3 separate regions of the Gossypium arboreum genome follow, and all the other regions are linked to region 3. The links are chromatin contacts, called in public Hi-C maps. All regions are on one chromosome and are shown on one strand. The core of a region is the stretch at or near the end of the contact, and the rest is flanking DNA. Distances in the headings are between cores, read along the strand shown.

What was found. A called contact is a pair of places that touch in the nucleus more often than the background predicts.
Region 1: a Hi-C map of leaf shows a contact between it and region 3, with 4 times the contacts expected there. The contact joins the promoter of LOC108472638 here to the promoter of LOC108472982 in region 3. A contact is called at or near these places in 2 of 5 Hi-C or Micro-C datasets (both in leaf).
Region 2: a contact with region 3 is called in a Hi-C map of leaf, with 7 times the contacts expected there. The contact joins the promoter of LOC108465656 here to the promoter of LOC108472982 in region 3. A contact is called at or near these places in 2 of 5 Hi-C or Micro-C datasets (both in leaf).

The regions. Positions count from the first base shown.
Region 1 is chr3:57,286,241-57,289,131 of ASM2569848v2, reverse strand. LOC108472638 (protein NRT1/ PTR FAMILY 3.1-like) reads right to left here and starts at 1,366. Exons shown (of 4, transcript XM_053025713.1): 1 at 879-1,366; 2 at 563-780; 3 at 1-265. The coding sequence starts at 1,020.
Region 2 is chr3:57,670,349-57,673,048 of ASM2569848v2, reverse strand. LOC108465656 (30S ribosomal protein 3-1, chloroplastic-like) reads left to right here and starts at 1,322. Exons shown (of 1, transcript XM_017766028.2): 1 at 1,322-2,085. The coding sequence starts at 1,335. The coding sequence ends at 1,925. It overlaps LOC108465654, which reads right to left. Exons shown (of 5, transcript XM_017766026.2): 5 at 2,615-2,700.
Region 3 is chr3:57,471,350-57,474,134 of ASM2569848v2, reverse strand. It overlaps LOC108472982 (ACD11 homolog protein), which reads right to left and starts at 1,423. Exons shown (of 4, transcript XM_017774549.2): 1 at 1,025-1,423; 2 at 582-754; 3 at 111-256. The coding sequence starts at 1,264. LOC108470848 (protein NRT1/ PTR FAMILY 3.1-like) reads right to left here. Exons shown (of 4, transcript XM_017772343.2): 4 at 1,971-2,785. The coding sequence ends at 2,050.

The DNA of each region.
Region 1 (2,891 bases), core at 117-2,616, 180 kb after region 3:
ATATTGAGGCTCCCAATGCAAAGTAATACCAATTAAAGAAGACCCACGTTTTCTTAGGCTGCGTAGGATCCTCCTCAACGAATTGCTCTGCGCCAAACGCCGCCACGCATGGCCGGATCCCGCCTGATCCTAAGGCTGCGAATAGAAGAGACAGGTAGAGAACAGCCGTTTGACTCCCATTGGCTTCTTGGCAAACTTGGTCACCTGCACATGGCGGTGGCCGTAGCTGTGGCAGTGCTGCTGAGAGTGTTAGGACTATCATTCCCTGTTCACATCATCAGATCAGATGAGATCAGATTGTAGTTTTTTTAACAGACAAGAGACCGTCAATCTAATTAATTTTTCTTTTATGGAAAATCAGTCTAATTAATTTAGTCAATATTAGACCCTTGCTTTTTTTACTAAAAAGAGAGATTGAATCATTTCTTGGAAAGTTCCGACTATATAAGTAAACTGTAAAATTGATGCTTCTTGTCCTCCAACTACGCACACAGGTAGGTAAATCGAAAACCCTTAGTATTCAGAACGGAAAATCTCTATGGAAAAAGGCAACCATTCATACTGCTAGGTATATGGCCGTTGCGATGGTGATGGTCCAAAATTTTCCAGCATAGGAATCAGCAATGAAAGCCCCAAGCAATGGCGTCAAGCTCGAGGTACCATTGAAGTTGGTCACGGTGTTGGCTGCTTTTGTTAAGGGCATATGAAGCTGCTGTGTCAAGTAGTTAACCATGTTTTTACTGAATCCCACCATTGCCAATTTCTCGCATATCTCGTTTACTGGAACATACACGATGAAGCAATTAGCCATACGAGAAATAAATAAATAAATAAATAAATAAATAATCTAGGATTCCAACAGTTGTCAAAAAGCTTACCTAAGATGAAGGGCATCGTCTTAATTCCACCCTTTTCGTTATTATTGACAAATGCCTTGCTCTGCTTATCATCGGCATTTCCGGAAGTAGCAAAGCTGTCTTTGTTTTCCGGAGTTGCAGTCGCCATGCTGTGGTTTTCCATAAAAATCAGCTAGCAAGCTCAATGTTTTGAAGGCTGCCCTACTTCTCCAATGCGAAATTTGATACCATAAATGCGATTGGCCCTTGAGCGTGAACTTTAGTCAGAAGGGTGAAGAAAAGAAAACAGAAACTTAACTTGTAAAGGTCAAACAAAGCAGCAACAGAAACAAGAGACTCTTTCTTCGAGACTAACCTTGCCTTCCTTGGACTAAAGCTTATATAGTAGACACTTTTTGTCTTTGTTCTCTTGTGTTCACTTTGCATTATTTGGATGGGAGAATGACTCACTCACGAAACTGCACACTTGATATCATGTTTGAGAAATGAGCAAATGACGGTCGATTTAGGGTCTATTAATTATCGAAACGTATAATTTTGTTTTTATTTTATTTTATAAATCCATAAAAACAAGGAGAGTGGCAGGGACGGAAAAAATTCATTTCAAACTTTTAAATTTTTTAAAATTTTAAATTAATAAAAATAAAATTATATTTTGACCTAATTTAAAAGTGATAAAATTTAATTTAATTTTTAAAATTATAAAAATATAAACTATTTAAAGTGTCATAAAAATTAAAATTTAATTTTGATTTCTAAAAGTTTTTCTACCTACACATTGGATAATGAGAATTTTTGAATTTTAATATTACAGCCATTCAATTACAGTTCACAACAATTCCACGTTGGTTGCCTTATTGATAATTAGATAGCCTTGTTAAGTTCACAAGATTTTCTTTCCTTTCAAAAAGAAGAACAAGACTTTCTTCTCTTTTTCCTTTTTTGTTATACCCTTAATAATATCCTTATGTGTATAAATATTTATCTAATTAAACGATGAATCCAAAATAAAAAGTCATTTATTGAGTCAAGTTGTTTAATAAAAATTGATAGCCAAATAGGAAACTGGAGAATCTAGTTGTATTTATTCATATTTAAAAAAAATCAATTTATGTAAGAGGTTTTAACTGGTGAAATGCTAGCTCAACATATGGGGTAATATATAAATAAATAAATTTATAATTGCAGGGAGAGTCCAAAAATCTGAAAACCATAAATTTTCTCATCTAATTCTGTGTCCAATTTTGAAAATAAATTAAGGGCCGAAAGATGACATTGCTTTAGCAGGTTTCGGTTATGTCGGTGAAAATTGAGGTTTTAATCTTTTGAGAATTTTAGTTTTTAGTTGTAAGTTTTATAGTAAGTAAATTATATGAGGTGAGTTAATTATAACTGTAAATATGAAAATATATATAGAAAAATTTCAAACCATAATCAACGTATATATGCATAGACTACAATATATGTGGTAAGCAAAGCAAAAATTCAATAATAAGTAAATAGAAGAATGTTTTAGGCTTAATATAATATTTAATTCCTGAATTTGATTTTTTCTAATTTGGTACTTAAAATTTTGGTGTCTAATTTAGTATCTAAATATGACACTTTTTATTTTTGAGAGTCCAGTTTGGTACTTGAACTTGATTCTTTTTCCTAATTTAGTACCTTTTTTCCATTTGGTACTTGTAAACGTTTTACAAATTACTCCAATATATTAATAATATTATTTTTTATGAAGTAGCAAAATAATCAATACATGACCAACATGTAACAGATGATATGATATTTTTGTATTTTATATGTTCAATTACTTTTAGTTTTATTTACTTAATTAATTGTTTTACTAATTGAAAATAATGTATTTCTTTTAATTTGGGATTTTAAAATTATTTTTCTTATTTAATATTAATTCATTGAGCATAGCCCAATACCTTTTTTTAACATGAATTTCTTCTAATATTGACAATATTTTTGTAGCATAAAAAATTTAACACCGTTACTATTTTACGTAATTTGTATTACATTTAATAAATT
Region 2 (2,700 bases), core at 73-2,572, 200 kb before region 3:
TTTCGAGACGAGAAGATCTTTAACATTCAAGTGTTTCTACAAAAAGAGGGATCGTATTTTAAAGTCTTTCAAGTTTTCAAAGTTTCGACACTAAGACACTAATTAATCAACTAGGTACCAATTTTTGGGCGTCACGAGGGTGCTAATCCTTCCTCGTACGTAACCAACTCCCGAACTCATTTTCTGATTCTCGTAGACCAAAAATTATCGTTTTAGTAAATCTTAACTTTTATTAAAATGATTAATTTAAGGTGACCCGATCACACCTCATAAAAAAGGATTGGTGGCGACTCCCATTGTTTGTTTTCATTTTCAAAATCAAAGTCGACCCCGTTTTCCAAAAAAATAGTTTCGACAATATTAATTATATCCTTTTTTTAAAAATATTTTTATAATTTAATAATTAAATTGGTGAACGATTAAAAATAACACTAACTCAATAAAATATTTAAATATAAGTATAAGTTTAAATAATATAAAATTCACCTGCATATATCAAAATTGGGTTCCACTATATTGAAATTAAAGTTTAAACATAAACAAGCATACCGATATGTTTCTTTATTAAAATAAATGGCGTTAATTTAAGATAATAAGTAATGTAAATTTATGAGCACCATAACTTGTATTTAGAGGAGTTTATTGGTAGGTTATCTCCAGTTTAAGCGTAATATTAATATATTTTATATTTGTTTAAGTTCAGTTTGACCAAAAATTTAAATTTAAAATTTTGTTCAAACCCGTCTATATTTGTAAAAGACTAACCCAAACTTATTTTAGACTCGTCCATATTATTTTTTAATTTAAAAAACTTATATTATATTATTTTAATATTTAATAATTTTATACATTTTTTATTTATTGAATTTTTATATAGTCACCTTAACATTATTTTAATATTTACATTAGAGTATAGGTTTATTTTTTTTATTGAGTTCTAAATTTCATAATATATAAAAATAACATAATATAAATATTATAAAATTAAAACGGATCGAGCCGAGTCAGGTTAGGCTTTTGAATGTTTAAGCCTAAGTCTGACCCATATTTTAAACGGACTTAATTTTTTTATTTAAGCTCATTTTTTAGACCTATTATTTTTGTCTAAATCCTCCTAAATTTTAAACATAACTGTGGGCTTAGATGAATAATCGACCCATGAACAGATGTATCGTATTTTAACATAATATAGAGCGCTCATTTGGTTAAGACATACATATATGTTAATAACAAATTAAAAAGAAATTTGAAGAAGAAATTATATCAAAGTATAGAGCTAAGAGGTTAAAGGAGCAAACCGAGTATAATTAAAACATAGGATCCAATCCAAGCCCATGTCCTCCTATTCCTACCATTGCCCCATATCCCTTATCCACAAAGCAGCTTTTAAGACTCGCATCGTCACATCTCTCTCTCTCATTCTGCAATACAAAATGTTATCCATGGCTACTTCATCTACACTCCATACTACTTTCACTTGTCATTCCTTTCGTTATCAGAAATCCTTTAACACCCCCTTTTGCCTTAACAAAAATCCCATTTTGAAGAAAACAATCAAAACTCCAACACTAACTGCTTCGGCTGCCACGGAAGCTGTCACTGAGACTGAAACACCATCCGACTTCATCATTCCTCAGAAACCTGAGGTGGTGGTCAAGCAAGTTGGAAAGCCAAGACTGGTTTTGAAATTCATATGGATGGAAAAGAACATCGGGCTTGCCCTTGATCAAGTCATACCGGGCCACGGCACTGTTCCTCTAAGTCCATATTTCTTCTGGCCAAGGAAAGATGCCTGGGAAGAGCTCAAGGCCACTCTAGAAAGTAAGCCTTGGATTTCTCAGAAGAAGATGATTATCCTTCTCAATCAGGCCACTGATATCATCAATCTATGGCAGCAAAGTGGTGGCAACCTTTCCCAGAGCTAGATGTGCATTTCTTTATATAATTTTTTTTGTCTTAGCTATGCAAAATGGCCTCGGTTAATCAACTGAATTTGAGAATGTTTGGTTTGAAACCTCTTAGCTCTGAACTAAGATATGAATTGTTGGTTTTAATACGATAACAAACACTGCTGAATTGTTGGTATTTCCCTAGTGATCCACATATTTGTAGATTTTTCATCCTTGTTAGATATGAATCTTTACCAAGTTAGTTTTTTTTCATGATCATTACATGTCATTGATGTAGATGGTATACGAATTTGATGCTAGTTTTTATAGAATTACCTTAGCTTTGTATAATTTTACCAGCCAAAGCATTGTCGAGGAAAATCTATTTAATTTGGGTAGCCTGTGGAGGTAGATGCAAACATGCATTTGCCTAGGTGTCTTTAACTTGTACTGATTGAAGATAAATGAAATAATGTTTCTGCTAAAAGGACAATATTTCATCTTCTTGTTCAATATTGCAACTTAATTTCATCTTCTTCCCCTTTTGGGGATTTATATTTAATGCACTCACATAACCATGAGTCCCTTATTTTGGTTCCACGATTTCTCTTGTGTGTAGTCATTAAGCCTATGCAAGTTGTGTTGCATTCTGGTTTTTTCCTTGCAGGATGATACGTACTTGCATGCTAAGGCAAGGTAGTATAATTATGTTTGGGAACTTCGACTTGTTTTCCAACATATTTTTCTTCGAAAATAATTCCAAAAATGTTAACATCGAGTTTACGTCTCAAGAAAATAAACAAACAAGGGG
Region 3 (2,785 bases), core at 174-2,673:
TACAAGGAAAAGAAGAGAATACATGATGATGATCAAAGTTATTTTGCGAAAGATATTAAGCATCCATTCCATATGCTATGTTGCTCTCTCCTCAACATATAGAAACTCACCTGTTTCATTGAGCTTCTGTAAAAGTTCTTCCCTTGTTGGAAGAGTATACATTCCAGCAGAAACCGCAGTCCTGACTGCCCATGTGTGGTATGGTGCACACACTTGAGAATAAGCTGTTGAAGCTGCATCCTTCAAATAGTAATCACTACAATTTGGAACCAAATAAATAATAATAAGGAAGTTGAAGCATAAAATGGTGACATGAAAAAGGAGAGTTACATTCCATATGTGCATTCTAGTGTGTATTTTATCAAGGAAACAGAGGAAAACAAAATTTTCAGCTAATCCCATGTTGATTATGGTCTAAAGCCTCTGCCTTTAGTCTCCTAATCTCGGTTTCAGGTGTCATTTTTAGAACTTTGCCATAGTAAAAAAGGGTCACAGGCATATCACACGTTACATAACTTGTAAATACTATAAATTTCTCTTAAAATCAAGAGAAAAAGAAAAGATGGAAGGACGAAACATACTCGGTTGACAGAAATTCTTCAAATAAAGCCCGGATGAGGTCAAGACCCTGTCTAACTCGCCGCAGATTACGCGAATGGCTTCCTGGTTTTTTCACCGTGTCATTAGCAACATCACGATCAAGTACATTTTCTAAAGTGGCATACGTCTTGGATGCTTCCACAAGATCATGTACCTTATCAAAGCATTAATCATTTCATTACATCACGGCATTGAGAATTTGTATAAAAACAAATGCAAACCAAAAGAAAATAGGCCTTGACGAAATGCTGTATTGTATATGGATGTTAACAACATCAGAAAATCTGTCTATACGCTATCTGCATTTTTTAAGTTTACATTGATTGATTGGCATCAATTATACATATAATAAGGTTTCTCAATGCAATTCCTGACAGCCTAAAGAAACATGATTCCAGTTTCTAGCAATGTAAAGGCAATGAACCTTGGCGACGTACTCCATCTCGGCGAATTTGAAGGCGAGGCCGAGGCAGCTAAAAAGAACAGAAACCAGAGAACATGCTTCACAGAAATTATCCAACCGGAGTTTTTGATCCTTAGTCTGAGATCCCAAGAATCCCGACAGCTCCTCAAACGCCTTCGCTATAGCCGACAGAGGCGTTTTAGTTGTCATGGACATCTTGGTTTGAGAATGATTAAAACCATTATCTGCACCTTCATCCATGGCTTATATCATAACTATCTTTAATTTTTGTTCTTTAGGATTCCCAATTCGCTTTGAAACCGTCCAACATTTTGAATTTTCATCAAGAAAAGGTAAATTGGACTAGTGTTTTACGTGTCTCGGATTCATTTATTTTCTTTCTGTTGTCTAAACATGACAAAGTGTTGTGGGGGATATTTAGTGGTCACACTACAAACACGGTCCGCCACTTGGATTTCGACTTTTATGGGAGAAGGAAAAAAAAAACACACTTTGGAAAATTCCAACACATTTGTGGTCCTTTTGCTTCCCTGTCGTTACTCGTTGCTTTTTTAATCGTCTGTTTGATGGGGATGGATGGGTTACAATAAATTCGGCCCAAATACAGCTGGTAACTCCCTTGAGCAATTATCGTCATTGGTTATGTTGAAAACTTAACGGATCACGTCCCTTCTACCATCGATTTTCATAATTAATACAAACTAAATTTGAATTTTAAGAACAAAGAAATATAAGACTTTGAACCTCGAATGAGTATATTCTTGTTTTGCTGGCTAAGTATATCCTTGTTTGTCTTGCCTTTGCTTGGCTGCTCGTCTATCGATATATTAAAGGATCTGGTTGACTAACAAGTGTTGAGCTCCCAAGATAAATAAATAAATAAAGAAGAAGAAGTGATTGGACTTGGTAAACCATAATTAAAAAAAAAAAAAAGAAAAAGAGATAGTTTACTAAATTTCAACCTTATTTTTATTTTTATTTTGATACAGTCATTGCTAGGACTAGAACCTGGGAATCCAAAATAATCAAACCTTGCTTGCAGCTTCTTCAGATTCAGCGTCTTTGGTAGGGGTTTGAATGGGCTTATAAGTATAGAGCTTGGCACAACAGATATAGTAAAGAAGATTAACCACTTGCAAGCCGGTGATCAACCAGTAAAACAACTCCAATTTCCCCTTGTTTAAATTGTTATCTGGGAGCCAATTTGATCCGTCAGGTTTAGCACTATATTTGTGCACTAAAGAGACCAGCAACGTACTCACATAATTCCCAACTGAAATTGCAGTCCAGAACAAAGCAGTAGCGCTGCTCCTCATGCTTTCTGGTGATTGATCATAAAAGAACTCCAAGCGTCCAATTGACATGAAAGCCTCAGCTATTCCATGTAGACCGTACTGAGGCACGAGCGAAAAGACTGACATGGGGATGATAGAATGAGGCTTGTCCTCAAGCCCATGTGCCACAGCTGCTTGTTTACGCTTCCCTTCTATGAACCCTGCTACGAGAGTGGCTAATACTGAGATCAAAAACCCGATTCCCATCCGGTGCAAGAAGGTGATGCCGCGGTCCAGCCCTGTGAACCTTCGGGCAATGCGGATTAAAAAGCGGTCGTACAAGGCTATGGTGGAGAGCATGGCTAGCATGGTGAAGACAGACATGGAACCAGCAGGGATTTGGAAGGAGTTGGTGAGGTGCCTGTCCATGGTTTTGGCTTGTTGGAGGGAGAATGTGCCTTGCTGAGCATAGGCTGTGATGAGGAGG